Regions from separate parts of the Zea mays genome. Here region 2 is linked to region 1. The links are chromatin contacts, called in public Hi-C maps. All regions are on one chromosome and are shown on one strand. Each heading gives the region's core, a stretch centred on a gene start, on an enhancer-like site or on the middle of the called end of the contact. The rest is flanking DNA. Distances are from core to core; before and after follow the strand shown. Region 1 holds the start of LOC100284947. Region 2 holds the start of LOC103639488 (intermediate cleaving peptidase 55, mitochondrial).

Evidence for each region. A called contact is a pair of places that touch in the nucleus more often than the background predicts.
Region 2: a Hi-C map of bundle sheath shows a contact between it and region 1, with 3 times the contacts expected there. The contact joins the promoter of LOC103639488 here to the promoter of LOC100284947 in region 1. A contact is called at or near these places in 8 of 25 Hi-C or Micro-C datasets (bundle sheath, ear, leaf and 3 more).

Annotation. Positions count from the first base shown.
Region 1 is chr1:152,012,739-152,016,233 of Zm-B73-REFERENCE-NAM-5.0, forward strand. It overlaps LOC100284947, which reads left to right and starts at 1,793. Exons shown (of 9, transcript NM_001413235.1): 1 at 1,793-2,089; 2 at 2,233-2,394; 3 at 2,488-2,593; 4 at 2,694-2,895; 5 at 2,995-3,076; 6 at 3,189-3,271; 7 at 3,366-3,495. The coding sequence starts at 1,901. LOC100280179 (PsbP domain-containing protein 1 chloroplastic) reads right to left here and starts at 1,672. Exons shown (of 5, transcript NM_001153111.3): 1 at 1,383-1,672; 2 at 790-844; 3 at 639-689. The coding sequence starts at 1,643.
Region 2 is chr1:152,170,089-152,173,583 of Zm-B73-REFERENCE-NAM-5.0, forward strand. It overlaps LOC103639488 (intermediate cleaving peptidase 55, mitochondrial), which reads left to right and starts at 1,931. Exons shown (of 13, transcript XM_008662240.4): 1 at 1,931-2,140. The coding sequence starts at 2,105.

The DNA of each region.
Region 1 (3,495 bases), core at 543-3,042:
TTGCACACCATTAAATTAATAAGAAAAAAAGAGAACTATCCAAAATGGACCAGTACAATTAAGGTTCTCTTCCACACTAGCAGACTTGCATCATTTTTTCTTTACTTGGAATGTCAAAACTGCAGCAGCCAGCATTACTGCAGATTTTTATATGGACTAGTGATAAAAAGTGTTCTTTCACTTGGTTACAAATCACCATATTTTCAACATATCTCCTAACCCATTTTGTTAGGAGAGGGAAAACCCTAACCCTAATTAGAGGGCATAGGATATATTAATATACCCAGGTACATGGGCTAAGGCCCATTACCGAGATAGATACACAATTAATACACAATACGCTAACACCCCCGCGGTACGTTTAGAGAGAGAAAGGACTCCACTATGCTAAAACAATTTCGCCAATACACAAGCGATGTCCGAGTGACAGTGTTGAGAGAACACACCTTGTACTTTTGATACAACATTTTCAACTTCTTCAACACGGTCCTCGTGAATTAGATAAACTACTTCATAGTGTAAAAGAACGAATTTCAAGCTGAACTCAGAAATCCAGCACAAATGAACAGCAAGTAATGCCAGCATGAAGAAATAGGAAAAAAATAGTTTGACGGAAGAGCAAAGCAGAGAGATCTTACTTCTTTTCATATCGCTTTTTAGCTGGATATTAAGAAAATCATACAGCTTTTCTGCAAAAAAAAAAGATTAGAATGATAAAATATCCACATGAACTATAAAAAGGATCTTTACAGTACCAAAACGGACATCTAAAAAAACTTTAAAGTGAACCTTCATTTGCATCAGCAAATTCTGGTGACACTTGGCCATCCTCTCTCACCATTTTCTACAAAATAAAAGAAATAAGAAAACCATGTAGATTAGTTGTTTAGCCTATTGCAATATCTTTCAATCTTCCGCATGCAAAACTTAAGAGCATCTCCTGTTTCTACCGCAAATGACCAAATCCATAATGTTTTGTATGCCTCAGGCAAACTTCATAATTTATTTTCTTTTTTGGAGTACTACTAACTGTTCGTTCACAAATTTCATTTCTATTGTATTCATTGGCAATGGTTACTGTACAAGAAAAACTAAAGCATCGTAGAATGTAGAATTTTACACACAGACGCAAGCATATAATACTAGATTATCCCTAAAAAATCTCATATCCACACTATTCGCAACATTAAGGACTACTTACACAGATTATTGGCTGCTACCAAGTCATTTACCAAAACCATTGCATTCAGGGAAGAATCTAGTCTAGAAGCAGAAACACAAAAGCAGCCATGTTCTGTTCGTCATCTCCCAGGCTGAACCGCTAGACAGAAGCATCTAGAGGCAGCCAGCAGCCTAGCAGGGAATGAATGAACAGACCGAACCTTTCTAAACAGGACGGCCTCGGGGAACAGCTCGGCAGACTCGCCCGCCTTTCGCGCAAAGCTGTGCGTGTCCACCCGCTCCTCCGCCACGTCGTCCCGGCCCCTTCTCGTCTTCTTCGCCCAGACTACGCCCCCCTGCCGCCTGACACCTCCTCCAACGGCTACGCGCAAGCAGTTCATACGCATCCAAGGCAGCAGCGGCGCCGTCGACAGAGATGGCCCAAGGAGGGACAGAGCCCGCGGCACCGCGGTGGCCTCCATGGGTATGCGATGCCGACGCGGAGCAAAATGAAATGCGGGTGAGGAGAAGGATAAGATGGTAGATGGGCCGAGCTAAGTTTTGGGCCTCCATCTTAAATTTTGGCTTTCGACTATGCATGATGGGCCGGCTCATGGCGTTTTAAGACTAGCTGAAGGCCCGACCTGTCCTCCTCTTCTCGTCATCTTCTTCGTTTCGTCCTTCTTCCGCCGCAGCCGCCGTCGCCGTCGCCGCAGCTAGGGGTTTTGCCTTTTTGGCTATGGACGCGACGGGACAGCAGGAGCAGCATACAGGAAGTGCAGGCGGAGATCTCTACGGAGTGCTTCTTTACTACAAGTACGCCGAGGTGCCTGACGCCGCCGCGCTCGCCGCGTTCTACGAGGCGCACTGCCGCAGCCTTGCGCTCGTCGGCCGCGTCCGCGTCGGCCCCGACGGAGTAAACGCGACGGTGAGAACATGCCTCCGCTTGCTCTATCATTTCGACATCGTAGGCGGCGCCTTCGGGGCAGGGAAGGTCGACCTTTGTGGATTTGCAGTGTCCATAAATGAATTCATCACGATCTCACTGGCACTGCATTTTGTTGTTGATAGCTCGGAGGGCAGATGAACGCGCTGGAGAAGCATATCGCGGAGATGAGCTCCAACGACTTGTTCGTGGGCACAGATTTCAAGCTGGCGTCCTGCGACGACCCTGTCGACGAGAGGGTCGCCCGGGAGTGCGGCTTCACCTCACTCTCCGTTCGGGTCGTCAAGGTTCTTGCCACTGATTCCAGCAGAATGGTTTCACCTTTGACCAGTTGGTAGTGTCATCCATCACTGGGTTTTGAATCGTTGCTGCATCGGCAGGAGCTAGTTACCCTGTGCTGCAACCCCGCATTGGCACCCCCAGAGATTTCGAGTGCTGGGAGACACTTGTCTGCGGCCGAGTTCCATTCGGTGCTCCAGAATGTTGGTGAGTGGATTCTCGGACTGAGGCTTGTCTAATTTTGTTTGGGCTGCCGATTTCTGGTTTAGGATTGAATTATAACCTCCAATTTGGACTGTGCTTTTAGCTGGGACTAGTTTGAATGCTGTGGCATCTGCGGAGAAGAAGGAAGTGGTTGTCTTGGATGCAAGGAATGTATATGAGACTCGGATCGGCAAGTTCAATGTGCCAAATGCGAAGACCTTAGATCCTGAAATTAGGCAATACAGTGACCTGCCTTCTTGGATAGACAAGCATGCTGAGCAGCTGCATGGGAAATCAATTCTTATGTACGTTAGGCTGGATCTTTGAATTAACCTTGAATTAGACTAATGTATTTTACAAGCACCAAGCAAGAAGCCTTAACTAAGGTTTGGTATTTATTACAGGTACTGCACAGGAGGTATACGCTGTGAAATGGCATCAGCTTATATTCGCTCAAAAGGTGAAGGATTTGAGAACGTTTTTCAGGTAATGTGCTATACTCTGTTTGGCTTGTCTTTAGTCTTGAGTATACTTGTCCATGCTTGAGTAATTTGTATTGTTCATGAGTCATGACTGTTTATTATTATGTTTATTTTAGCTATATGGAGGCATTCAGCGGTATCTGGAGCAATTCCCAGATGGTGGCTATTTTGAAGGAAAGAATTTTGTATTTGACCACAGGTTGGAGTACATAATATTGCAAATGTGAAACTCTTCCTTTTAAGGATTTCATTTGTTTTTCTTCTCACTAATCTGTCACAATGTCATTTCATAGAATATCAGTGGGAAGCCTTAAGGAAAACATACTCGGTGCATGTTTGATATGTGATTCTTCTTTTGATGACTATTCGTCACGCTGTCGGTGTAGCCATTGCAGAATGTTGGTCTTAGTGTGCCCAACATGT
Region 2 (3,495 bases), core at 681-3,180, 160 kb after region 1:
GGATGGATACAATCAAACTGAACCAAAACAAATCTAATCCAGCAACCAAACTCAACTAGAACACGAACTCAGAACTGCGGACTCTAAAACTGAATTGTGCAAAGGCTAAGGCGATGGTTTTAGGTCGGAATGAACTGATCGTAATTTTTTTTTGGCTTTTTGTGGACTATGGGACGAAACAAAACTAATCTAAAGGTAGAATTATACCTCACGGGCAACCTGGAAATCTGATACCAATTGATAGTAGACGCGGCCCGATCTTCCGTGAGATACGATAATTTGATTGAGTGGAGATCTCGACGTTGATGATCCAAGGCTCCGAGCAAACGGTTCCTCGCAATCACTACACCACGGCTCCGTTGGTTATCACCCGTGACACACGAATGACCTCGCCACGAAAGCTTATCCCTGCAAGCGCAATCAACAACACAAGCAAGAACAGGAAAGAAACGCAACCAAACTTGTATTGATTACGGGAGGGGGTCTCATAAGCCGATGACGGCGACACTGTTCGATGACAGAATTGATCTAAGCAAAACCCAAACCTAAATGTGGCGGCGGCTGCTGAATAAATAGAGTATTAGGGCGTGCGTAGCCCTAGACTCGCCCCTAATGGGCTCCGACGCGATACACGGCCCAATGGCCCAACAGACGGTGTCGCAGCACCAAAACAGAATCTGAACGCTGACTTGTTTCGACGATTCCCGTTGACTCCGGATGAATTTTAGGGTGGAACCAGTTGGGTTGGTTAGATAATCTCGTTATCTTTCCAACCATATCCAGTCCGTTGCAATCGGAGTCCGGATGCATCTTGGGCGTCAATTTTAGTGCAGACTGGTCCTGGAACCCGAGATAGAGTCGCAACCGACTCGGACTTGATCTCCTTCCTGTTGTGGACGCCCTTGCTGCTCCTCCTCAACACCTTGGCCTTTCCCAAGTCCTTACTGGTTCTCTCTAAGGTACCTAATCATCAAAACATCCATGGCCCCAAGCGTAAGCTCTAAAACACAATTGACAAGGGTAGAACGTACCTGGAGATTTAGCTGTCGTGCACGAGATCGTGTTATCGGTCCATTTATTGTATATATAGAAGTGATGTCCTCATCAGTAAGGGCCCCTTTGGTAGGGCTTCGGCTCCTCCAAAAACAACTTCGGCTCTCGCTCCTTTGGCTCATTGCCCTTTCTGTAGGAGTTAGAGCTGTTTTGTAATTTGTTTCACAAAACATTTTCTATTGTGTTTATTTCAAATGACGTGTGTTGGCGCCGATTCGGACGTCAAACACTGGAGATGAATCAGCGGCGGTGCTCTCTGCGGAGGCGCGGACGGTCCGCGGCTAGGGGTCGGACGGTCCGCAACCTGGCGTAGAGGCTAGAGTTTTTGCCTGACGAGTCGGACGGTCTACGCGTGCGCAGGGCGGCGGAGTTCGTCGGCAGCGCCTGAATCTCGCTCACGGGAGGGACCCCGTCAGGGAGAAGAGATCCTAGGGTGTGTCTTGGCGTCCGCAGACAACACAAAACGCCTCTAGTCGAAGTAGAGCCGAAGAGGTGAGGATTTGAGACAGAAGAAGAGTAAACTAGGGCTAAACTAGAACTACTCCTAATGCATACGGTAAAAATGATAATTAGACTTATTTGATCGATTGTAGGGTGTTCAATCGGCCGTAGCCATTCATCTATATAAAGGGGAGGTCTAGACTCGCTACAAGTAATTTTTCAAATTAATCTACAGGCTAACAAATTCTGCGATAAACTCGGAACCTTAACTGATTTTGCGCACATGCGGATCGTACGCGAACAGGTTTTATGTGCTCATGTAAAATGTAAGAGGAGCTGTTACAATCATATTTTTTATGCTCCGGCTCTTTAAAAAAACGACTCTGACTTTTGATGGGCTCTTGACCATTGATGGGCTTTTGACGAGAAGTTATATTTTTTTTGACGGTTCGAAAGGGCCATGCCAAAGGGCCTTAACTGTGTTTTAAGATCGGTGACAACTAGAGAGAAGGCGAAGCGAACTTGAGCCAGAGAGAGAATCTCGCACCGCAGCAGGAGGGGACCGAGAGAGAAGCGAACTCGAGAAAGGGATTCAAGGAGGCTGTTGCCGATGGCCATGGCGGCGCGGCTGCTGCGAGCAACCGAGGTAAGCATGGTTGATGCTCCCCACTCCCAACACTTCTTCGCCCTTCCTCCCTTATCGTTCTTTGTCTGATTTTTCATTTTCTGGGAGGAGGGGAGGTTGGGATTCTGTCGCTTGGCTGTTCGCCTTGGGTGACGGCGTGCATGTGTGTGGCGGCCGAGCCGGTACTCCAGGCCTCCGGGCGCGCAGGTGGCGGTGTGGCCTGAGCAAGTAGTTTAGTTTCCATGGCAACTGACAACGGTGGTGTTTGAGAAGGATGCCCACTAGTTGTTCGAGCTAACGCCTCTATGGGATGACGCAGCAATACCTGCTGAGTAGATCATGTTCCAGGCTGCGGTTGCATCGAGAGTTGCTGCACGAGATGTGTCTGATGACATTCTTTGCAAGGATGTGGTATGACCTTGACCTTCAGGCCAGTCTGTTTCAGCAATTAGCAGAGTTTGGTAAGTAGTGGTGGTGAGGGGAGCAAGCTACTTCCTCAGCCAGCTAATGACAATATGTTCACTCTCATTCAGCTCACCAGCGCTCCCTTTCTTGGGAGTTTGGCGTGGATCCTCTAGCTGATATGTTTGATGAAATGTCTCTTAAGGATGGCACAATAGCACAGACTAAGCAGATAGTTTCAGGGCCTCTGCTGTATCGGAGAGTCACAAGAGGCGTTTGATGAAATGCCTAGTGAGGTTGTGTGGGACAAAGAGATGCCGTCTGACATGACCGTGCATGATGCCTTGTTGCAACAGCTAGGCTTGGGGGAAGATGAGTACTTGTATGATCATAAGACAAAGTCGGCTTCCATGTTGATTGCTGACAACTTGATTGCCCTTTTTTTTTGACTTATCACTACCCATGGAACCCGAAGTCTAACTCAAACCAAGTGGTTGATGGCGACACATCAAGGTAAGATGGTCAGAAAGTTAAGTGTTGGAAGAGTTATTAGCACACAGCTCTAGCTTGCATAGCACCAATGGGCAACTACAAAGAACGACAGGGAGATGATGTGCTGGAGATGACAGTATCTATAGGTGATGAGGTACATGACTTATATGCTCAAGGGTAGCAGTGGAGGAAGGGGACAGAGGCTATACCAGGAGTCCAGGAGCAGAGGTTGTAATCTATAGAGGGATGGAGTGCAGGAGAAGGCAGAGGGAGCACGCCCGCCGCCTGAGACAGAGAGGGCAGAGGGAGCACGCACACCGCCGCGAGGCAGCTGCTCCACGTTCGCGCGCCGCCTGAGCTGAAAGAGGGAGCACGCCCGTGTGCCGCCGCAAGCGCAGCTGCCCCATGCCCACGCGCCGCCTGAGCTGAGAGAGGGAACACGCCCGTGCACTGCTTGTGGGCGCCGCCGGGGAATGAGGTTG